Regions from separate parts of the Mus musculus genome. Here region 2 is linked to region 1. A link is a contact called in public Hi-C data. All regions are on one chromosome and are shown on one strand. The core of a region is the stretch at or near the end of the contact, and the rest is flanking DNA. Distances in the headings are between cores, read along the strand shown. Region 1 holds the start of Aff3 (AF4/FMR2 family, member 3). Region 2 has its middle 35 kb from the start of Gm34596.

The links. Hi-C and Micro-C count contacts between places; a contact is called where the count stands out from the background.
Region 2: a Hi-C map of pre-pro-B cells shows a contact between it and region 1, with 1.7 times the contacts expected there. The contact joins the enhancer-like site here to the promoter of Aff3 in region 1. A contact is called at or near these places in 2 of 39 promoter capture datasets (3T3-L1-derived adipocytes and pre-B cells), 7 of 484 Hi-C or Micro-C datasets (B cells, CD8 central memory T cells, DN3 thymocytes and 3 more), 3 of 115 datasets of contacts at active chromatin or transcription factors (CD8 T cells, the SCID.adh cell line and memory CD8 T cells) and 3 of 9 other capture datasets (adipose tissue, liver and pancreatic islet).

What each region holds. Positions count from the first base shown.
Region 1 is chr1:38,624,175-38,628,754 of GRCm38.p6, forward strand. Aff3 (AF4/FMR2 family, member 3) reads right to left here and starts at 3,070. Exons shown (of 22, transcript NM_001290814.1): 1 at 2,915-3,070. The coding sequence starts at 2,967.
Region 2 is chr1:38,663,113-38,667,742 of GRCm38.p6, forward strand. No RefSeq gene overlaps it. Among named protein-coding and RNA genes, the nearest start is that of Gm34596, 35 kb to the left of the region's middle. Within about 2 kb of position 2,704, at least 106 of the 459 cell types and tissues checked have an H3K27ac peak or open chromatin away from gene starts, as enhancers often do. A contact at or near this core is called in 3T3-L1-derived adipocytes, B cells, CD8 T cells and 8 more, where this site is marked.

The sequences.
Region 1 (4,580 bases), core at 1,820-4,319:
ATCTGCGGGGCTCTAGAAAATGCATAGCCCTGATATCAGAAAGCGGACCTCGAAGCTAATTCTTCATTGAGGCAGAGCTGTATAAACTCAGACAAGCTACCTGATCACCTATCCTCAATTTTCCTCTCTGTAAAAATCAGACCAACAACAGTACGTACATGGTAAGTTTCTTGTTGGGGAATAAATGACCTAGGACATATAATGGCCATGCCTCTGACAAGTATGTAGCAAATATTAGACTTAAAATACCTGCTGTCATTTTTGGTCTTGGCACAGTTACAGATTAAAACTCGTATTTTCTTATCTATAAAATGAGAGTACTGTCATTTACTTTTGAGATGTTATCAGATTCAAACAAGAAGATAACAGATATAGGAATATCAGACATATAGAAAGTAATCAAGTATGCCAGGCATGAAGGACCCATGCCTGGTATCCCGGAACTTAGTAGACTGAGGCAGGATAATTACCTTGAGTGTGAAACTTGCACACCAAGACTTTCTTTCAAAAACAAACAAGAGCTGGAGAAAGAGAGGAGCGAACGAGCGGGAGGGAGGGGGAGAAGGAGAGAGAGACAGAGAGAGAGAGACTACATGTTTTTGATCATGCATGAGCTTGAAACTGAACTGTAAACATAAAAGTCTTTAGCAAATCCTAAAATTGAGTTAGAAATGTCATGCAAAAATTGGTCCATAACTAAGAGAATGTCTGACATATTTGAAATGCAAACCCAAGTTTTTTGGTTTATCTTTAACTTTACCTAAAGATAACCTTTTGTAAATGTAAATTCTATATCCACAAAATAAGAAACATTCTCTTAAGCCAAACTGTTCTACTATACTGTAATCAAGAAATCTAACATGCTTTCTTAAGCCAAGAAACTATATATTGCTTACAAATCTGATTGAGTGTGCAATGGCTTAAAAAAAAATGCTTTCCAGCTGTGGTGGCGCAATGTCCTCAATGCACTAGTGAAACAGGTAAAATCTATGTGGTCTGAGGCCAGCCCAGTCTACAAAGCAAGTTTCAGGCCAGCCTGGACTATGTTGAGAGATATGGTCAAATAAATAAATAAATAAATAAATAAATAAATAGGATATTAAAAATTTAAAGACAATTCAGCAGGCATTCTTTGACAGTATTCAAGATAATTTACTGGGAACTGAAGACACACCTTGAGCCCTTGCCAAAAAGGCCTACACATTACCACTGATAATCTCAAAATACAACTTATAAAAACCATACAGGAGTTCAATTTGAACCAGAAAGTGGATAAGTAGCATAAACATGCGTCCAAAAAATAAGTTCTCCCCTTTAACTACAAGCCTGCCTAGATTTTAAAAAGCAAAAGTCATTTTTAAAAGGCAGTTGTTATCTGGGAAGCTATTGAATTTGTGCCAGAAACCAATATTTCAAAAGGTAAACCTGTAAAATAATAGGTATCTGTAAATGAAAGACTGGAATAACCCCAGGAGCAGCAACACAGTAATTAGCAACTTTTATAGAGTAATAACATGTTCCATATTCTCTCTACACTAGCTCTTTGAAGTTGCCAGTGTAATATATACAAGTTTTATTACATTGGAGCCCATCCTTGTGTGTTTTATAGGTGCTAGCATTATGCAGAGCAAGCTGTAGTCACCGTCGGATCTTCTATAAGAAACTGCCCGATAATTCGTGAGCTCTGTGTCTAGTTTATTTTGTTACACCTGTCTTTAAGAAAATAAAGTCACTTTGAGCCTAAGTCACTATGGAGATTCACATGCCCACATGCCATCGAGGTATGTGTCATAAATCATAAAGCAGTTTAGCTTTAAAATTGTGCATCGCATATTCATGTGCACACCACTTGCAGTTTTTGACACATGTGAACTCTTTACTGAATTAAAAAGGGAACTGCTCAGCTCTACAATCAGCGATTACCAGAGGCAGAACAGAAAGCAGTTAATATGCTTGTTCCAGCAGATGTTCATCCCCGTAAATATTAAACATAACACAAGTTCCTCCAGGAATATACAAGCAGTAATTTTACCACCTGAATAGGGCTGGTTGGAAACATTTAAGGGGTGGGGGCAATGTGAGGGATGCTGAAGCAGCCAATGGGATTTTTCAGACAACCGCAACTAGAATTAAATTGCATCTACCTGTGATTTACCTATAGCAGCTCTCCCTAATGCGAGATTAGCGAGAACTGGAACCCCAAGTGCATTCCAGGCTGCCAGCTTTGAGCTTGACAAAAAGAGTGAGGAGTTCAGCCATGGGCATGTGTGAAGAAAGGGTGCAAAGGAACCGAGAACCTCCGGGAAATGAGTCTCCCTGGGCCAAGGCCTCCGGAATTCGGGCACCAAGACACACTGGCCTCCTGCCTAGGGTGCTCACTTTTCCATCTCCAGTGGGAGTGAGGTAGGACAGAGGAAGGATGCAAACGCCAAGCAGGGAGCAGGCAGGGCGCAAGGCTAGAGAGCATCCTCTCCGGGCACTTCGTAGAGGTACCAACTCTAGGGGGTCACAGGGGTGGTGAGCCTGAGGCTCTCCGGGAGCTGGAGGGGAGCACAATCCGAAGGAAGGGAGCTGAGAGGGGCTGCGAGATGAGGGGTGGGCTCTCAGGCATCAGTGACACGTTCTAAAAATCGGTTCTCTTCCCCTCCACCGCTGCGCTCCTCCAGTGGCAGCCAGACCCCGGCCCCCTGAGCTAGCGCAGGCAAGCACCGAGGGGAGAGAACGGAACCGGAGACCGACGAATTCACGGGGAGGCGGCCGAGCATCCAGCCCGCCAAGGCTGGAAGGAGCCGGCCAGCGAGGCGGGTGTCCCCGAGCCACCCCACCCCCACGGCGGCCGGGCACCCGGAGTCCCGGCCCAGGTGAGGGCAGGCGGGGCCAGCGCGGCTCCCCAGCGGCCAGCACCGGGACTCACCACAGCGACTCGAGGTCCCATTCCTGGAGCAGGGCTAAGTCGAAGCTGTCCATGGTGGGAGGTGTCAGCGCCGCCGCCGCCGTGTCCGCCGCCGCCGCTGTGTCCGCCGCCGCCGTGTCCGCCGCCGCCGCTGCCGAGCCTCGGGCCGCCCGCGCGCTGCAACGAGAGGCGCCCGCTAAGGTGCATCCCGGCCGCGCCCGAGCCGCCGCCGCCCGCCTGCCCGCCTGCCCGCCAGTCACCCTCCCCCGGCTCTCAGTGCCCGGCACCCCCGCGGCCCCTGCTTCCCGGGCCCGCCCGGCGCACTCACCCGCTCGCCGGCTCGCGCGCAGCCACACTCGCCGAGAGCCGCGAGCTCGCTCTCTCGCCGCGCCGCCGCCCCCTCCCGGCCTGCGCCCGCCCCTCCGCCCCTCCCTCGCGGCGGCCCGGCCCGCTGCAGCCGCCGGCGCGGTGCTCTGCGCCCGCCCGCTCGCCCGCCCGCCTCTTTCTCCTCCGGGAGGCGCGTGTGCGCGGGCGAGGCCGAGGCGCGCGCGCGCGTCCTGAGCCCCGCGCCGCGCCCGCCCCGCGCGCCCCTGCGCTCCCCGCGCTCCCCGCTCTCCCCGTGCGGCTGCTCGGGGTCCCGCGCCCTTTCTCGGGCCGGACTGCCGGCTCGCCCTCCTCACCCGCGCCCCTCCATCTCTCCAGACCCTCAGTGGCCCCGAGGGTTGCGGGGGACGTCCTCTGAGCCAAAGGGAGCGGCGCAGCGGCGCCGAGGGCAGGGGGATGCCGTGCCGAGCCGAGGCCGGCCTGCAGCAAAGCAGACCCCTGCCTCTCGCCCTCGCCCCGTGTCCAGCTGGGACTTTCTGGTCCTCCGCAAATTAAGGGGAACCCGCAGGGCGCTGCGGCTGGAGGTGTGCACTCTTGAAGATCTGGGGTGGGCGCTAGGAAGGAAAAGCCCTGGGCGCCCCAGGCGCGGTGAGAGTTAACAGTGCAGCCCACGGCAGCGCTGAAAACAAATCGTTTCAAATATCTGGAGCCAGTAACTTAAGTGAAATAAAGAGGAGGCGGGAAGGAAGCGTCTTCCAAGACCTGCTTTCAGCTGCAGTTTAGCCTGGGGGCTGGGAGGACGAGGGGTATCCCACTAGCCCTCAGCTGCCCAGTCCCTGGAAACCAGTCTCCTTTCTTTTTATTTCATACTGGAAAGGCCTCTCTGGGTTTCCACTACAAACTTCCCGCCGCCTCCTCTCCTGTCTAGAGAGTGGCAGATTGTCAGCTGGAAAGATGATAGAGTACCACTGTGGCTTGTAAAAAAAATAAAACCCTTGCTATTATTACTCCCTTGGTTTGAGAGACTGCTCCCCCCTCGCTCATTATTATATACACTCTGAGAGTGGGGACTGGAGGCGTAGAGCTGGTCTATCCTTCCATCTCTGGGCTTCTGCCCTCAAAATTGAGGATCCCATGCTGGCCCCGGGGGTGGTGCATGGGGTTCCCCTCTCCCATGCTCTTGGCCCCAGTTCCTGGAGCCCTGTTCAGGATTCCCCAGGATTCCTGGAGAGAGCAGCACCGAGCAAAGCTCACCACTTACACCAAACCCCGCATGCCCTAAGGGAGGCCTTTGCAGTGTATCGGCCTTTGTTCCTTTTCTAGACAAGAAGAGCCACCATGTGAGGCCGCCAAAAATTTAGCC
Region 2 (4,630 bases), core at 1,454-3,953, 39 kb after region 1:
AGGTATCGATTCCCTAGGCTGCTGTGCACATGGGTGAAGAGGAGATGTGTGAATACATATAACCAGACATAGTATTTCCATGATGTCCCTCCCATGAGTGGGACTCATGAACAGGGATGTCCAGAGCTCTTTTCTCTCTGCCTGTTGTTCTCCAGCATTCTGAGGGTCAGAACTGTCAGCTCTAACTGAAATGTCTCCTCTAAGCCTGCCCCAACTGCTATCCATTCACCTTTCCAACCTTTTGACATTTCTCTTCAAGTCTGATAGCTCAATTGCATGAAAGATAGCAGTGGCACCAATGATGGGCAGCCCGTCCTCACCAAGCCCCTCTACTGTTCCAGGCACTCTCTTATGTGCTTTATATGTAGTAATACATTCAGCTCTTAATTCAGAGATAGAGGCCATTATCACGTCCAGTTTTCAGATGAAGGACCCAGGATGTGGAGACATAGCAGCTTATCCAAATCCATCCTGCTAGAGAAGGGATTTGAACCAGCAGGTCCAGCAAATGAGCAATGCTCATTTGTCCTGTTTTTGAAATGCAAACCAAATAAAACTATGCATGCTACAACTGAATACTAAGCACAGATGATGCCCCAGACCGAGGAAATAGCAGTTGACAGAGACAAACCCCAAGAACATTGAATGCACACGTTGCTTTGCTGTTATCTCACTCAGGTGGGGAGACAGGGAGATGGGGACATGGGGAGACCCTGTGGCCCCATGTAGAGGAAGACGATTCTGTGCAGTTAGCAAACCTCTACATTTCCACCAGGAAACAGATACGTTTGGTAAAAACAGGAGATGCTTTCTAACATTGATTACTTAGTTTGTACAAATGACACTCGGATGAGTTTACCACCGCTTGCTTGATCTGTGGACATTTGCCCTTCAGCTGTCGCTCTTGTAGTGCCAGGCCCCACGCTACCCACATCACCCTGTCTTGTAGGAGGATTGTTGTGCTTTGAATGGACAACTCTGGGAAATGCACATCTAAACACGATGGCATGTTTTGTAATTTGTAACATTTGAGTAACAAGGAATCACATGTAGAAAAAAAAGCCCTTCGTTATACTAATTGTTTTCTTTGGTCTCTAAAAAAATATAGCTGCTGTGTTATTTGATATCGTGTGATGTGTGTTCCTGGATATGAATACTAGAGTGTGTGTGTGCATTTGTGTGTGTGTGTGTGTATACATAATGTTCCTTGTGTGAATACACGAGCTACACGGATAGTGTTGTTAACTGTTGCATTAAGTTACGTTTGCATGAGGGAGAGTGGCCTTAGGCTTCCCACAGTCTCCTTTGTGTAGGTCCTGAAGTCACCGGCAAGGCCACCCTCAGATCCTCCCTGGGACCTTGACTTGGGTTCTTTCATTGAGGTATAGCTGGTGACCTACATGAGGTTCAGACATATTGCCTAAGACCACTGGGCCCAATTGGCATCACAGATGTATGTGAGAACATGTTTACCTCTAGATTGTGTCTTCTTTGCATGCCACACATGCATACACACACACACACACACACACACACACACACACACACACACACACACACGTTATGACCTTCCCTGGTTATGTTCCACATCTGCCTGTCCCATTATCTAGCCATGCACCAGGTCACGATTCTCTCTATGGAGCAGGCTAGGAATGCTCTCAACTGTCGGGCCCTGAGGCGCCCGAGTGCACAGTCCTAGGCTTCACCCACAACTCCCGAAAGTACCGAGACACAGACCCACTTACCTCTCAACACACTCTTGGTTTTATTTTTTTCCTGTTCCAAATAAATTGTTCGGCTTCTCTCTTCTGTGTACGGATCCCTCCTCGCTGGCAAGCGTTCTGAATGGCACTTTCTGCACAAACAGGAAGAGCTTGTGTGGTCACCACCCAAGTGTGCAGGTGTTGATAGAGGATGTGAAAGTGTGGAGGCGACGGACTACGGCAGACACCCAGCCCCCTGCTCCTACCCGCCCCAGGGCAGACTGGTAACAGAGCCTGGACACACAGCTTGAGAGATCTCCTGACAAGAACATAGATTGAGATACACAGTCATGGTGGCCAGGGGCAAAGGTCTGTTTCACTCCCACCTAACCCTAAAAGGAATGTTGAAAAAACATCCTGGAACATTCTAGAATCCCGTATACTCTTACCAGGTACTGATCTTAGTAGGCTATTTAGCATCCTTTTTTTCCTCCTCTGTATGTGTGTGTGTGTGTGTGTGTGTGTGTGTGTGTGTGTGTACATGCATGTGTATATATAGGTGCCTGTGCATTTACGTGGAGGTCAGGCACATACATTTCTGTCAATAGACACCATGACCAAGGTAACTCTTATAAGGACAACATTTAATTGGGGCCGGCTTACAATTCAGAGGTTCAGTCCATTATCATCATGGCAGGAAGCATGGCAGCATCCAGGCAGGCAGGGTGCAGGAACTGCTGAGAGTTCTATATCTTCATCCAAAGAAAGCCAAGAGCAGACTGTCTTTCTGGCAGCTAGGAGAGGAGGGTCTCAAAGCCCACCCCCCACAGTGGCACTTCCTCCAACAAGGCCACACTCACTCCATCAAAGCCATACCCATTCCCACAAGGCCACACCCACACCTACTCCAACAAGGCCACACCACCTAATAGTGCCTCTTGCTAGGCCAAGCATAGTCAAACCATCACACATGTGGAGATCAGAGGCTGACGTCAGAGGCTGATGTCAGCTGTCTTCCTCAAGTGTTCTCTCTACTTTCCACACTGAAGCAAGGTCTCTGGTTGAGCTGGGGCTTAGGTTAGTCTAGCTAGCCAGGTTGCTCCAAAGTTTTCCATCTTCACCTCCCTCTTGCTTGGATTATAAGTAGGCCCCTATGCCCATTTGGCATTTATGTGGGTGCTGGGAATCTGAACTCTGTCCATTATAGTCACATGCCAAGTGCTTTGCCCTTTAGCCAACTCCCTGAAGCCAGATTTAGTTTCTTGTCAAAGCTCTCCCGGATCTCCAACTGCCTGGACATCTAAGAAACCAGGACTAAAACTTAATCTAGCCTCTAGAGTGTAATGGTTTCCTAGAACTTTCCAGAACAAAGGCTCACAGGGGAAGGAGAAACAGTACCAGTGGAAAAATATAAAGATGTGAGAATATACTCCCTGAAGGTTTCAGCTCCTTATCTCCCATGCATCCGTCGGGGCTGGGCCTTCTTGTCTATCCTGCTGTCCCCTGCACACTCATTCGTCTTGACATTCTCCTGCTAACAGGGAGATTTCCAGAGGACAGGTAACTGTGCTGTCTGTCTGCTCATTCTCCTTTCTCCACAGTGTTTGATACTAGGGAGCATTTCCTCTCTTCTGGAACTTTCCCTTTGGCCACCATGACTCCACATTCTCCTGGCTTCTGTCAGGCCATTTTTCTCTCTCTCTGGCAGACTTCCATTCCTCAGCGACAATCTTGATTTGTGCTCTTCCCAGGCCCGGTTCTCCAGGCTCTTGGTTTATGTTCTCCATGGGTGGCCCCATAGAGTCTCTCCATGTTCCTTGCCAAGCCAGTGTCTGGCTGTTTACAAGTCTCTGCTGTTCTTCCTGAATGTCTCCCAGGAACCTCAGGATCAATGGATCAGAATGAGACTCTGCCCTCTCCATTCCTCACCCCTCATCACACAGCCTGTGAACCCTTCCCACTGTGTCCCCTCCTTGCCCCTCATCGCCCCTCTTCCTGCGTCTATGTCTGCCTTCTGCTAACCCAGCTTCCTCCCTTTTCACACCGAGTTTTCTTTATTTGAGCGCAGCCTTCTTTATGTATATATTGGATGGAATCCAGGGTCTAACTAGAGACTCCCCTGTCCCGTTACATAGTGTTACAGTTCTGCCGTCAGCCGTGCGGATTCCCTGGGCAGAAGTAAACCTTTCTCCTGTTCCCAAACCAAAACTGAAGAATTCGCCTGGATTCGTCCCTTTCCCTAAAAGCCTTCAACCTGTAATCAAAAAGTCAGTTCCATCTCTGAAACCACTCTGAGTGACTCCTCTCCTCTCTTCCTATACCTAGACCCTCACTTCAGGTCTCCTGTTCACTGCCTCGATCCCCAGGAGTATGCATGCCCTCAGTCTATAGGATAGGTTAGGTAGGTCACTGAGGAGTAGGACACTTGAGTGTGTGTCTACTACTACCATTTTTTGTTGGGTTTTCTGAAGAAATAGTTGTGTAACAGAAAACCAATAATTTTCAAGCACACCATCAAGGTGTATTTAGCACCTTCACAATTTTGGGGGAACTACACCTCTACCTCCTGTCTTTGATATCACCTGTGAGGCATGGTTAGGGGCCAGGGCATCTGAATGATCGATCAGTGTTGTCTTATAGGACTGAATTGGTCCTATGAGAACAGATTACTTTAAAGAGAGTTTGGTTTTCCTAGGTTAGGTCTCTTGTTTCTATGAGTGAAAGCCACTCCCCACCCCACCCCATGTGTGTGTGTGTGTGTGTGTGTGCATGTGTGTGTGTGCATGTGTGCATTCCATTCCATCGAACTAATATCATTACTTTTCTTGCTTTCTTCAGTCTCTCTCATCTTGCCATTCTTTCTCCGTCCCCATCCACATGAAATGCCATCTGCCATGAGATCCCCTCTAGAAGCCATGAATCTCCAG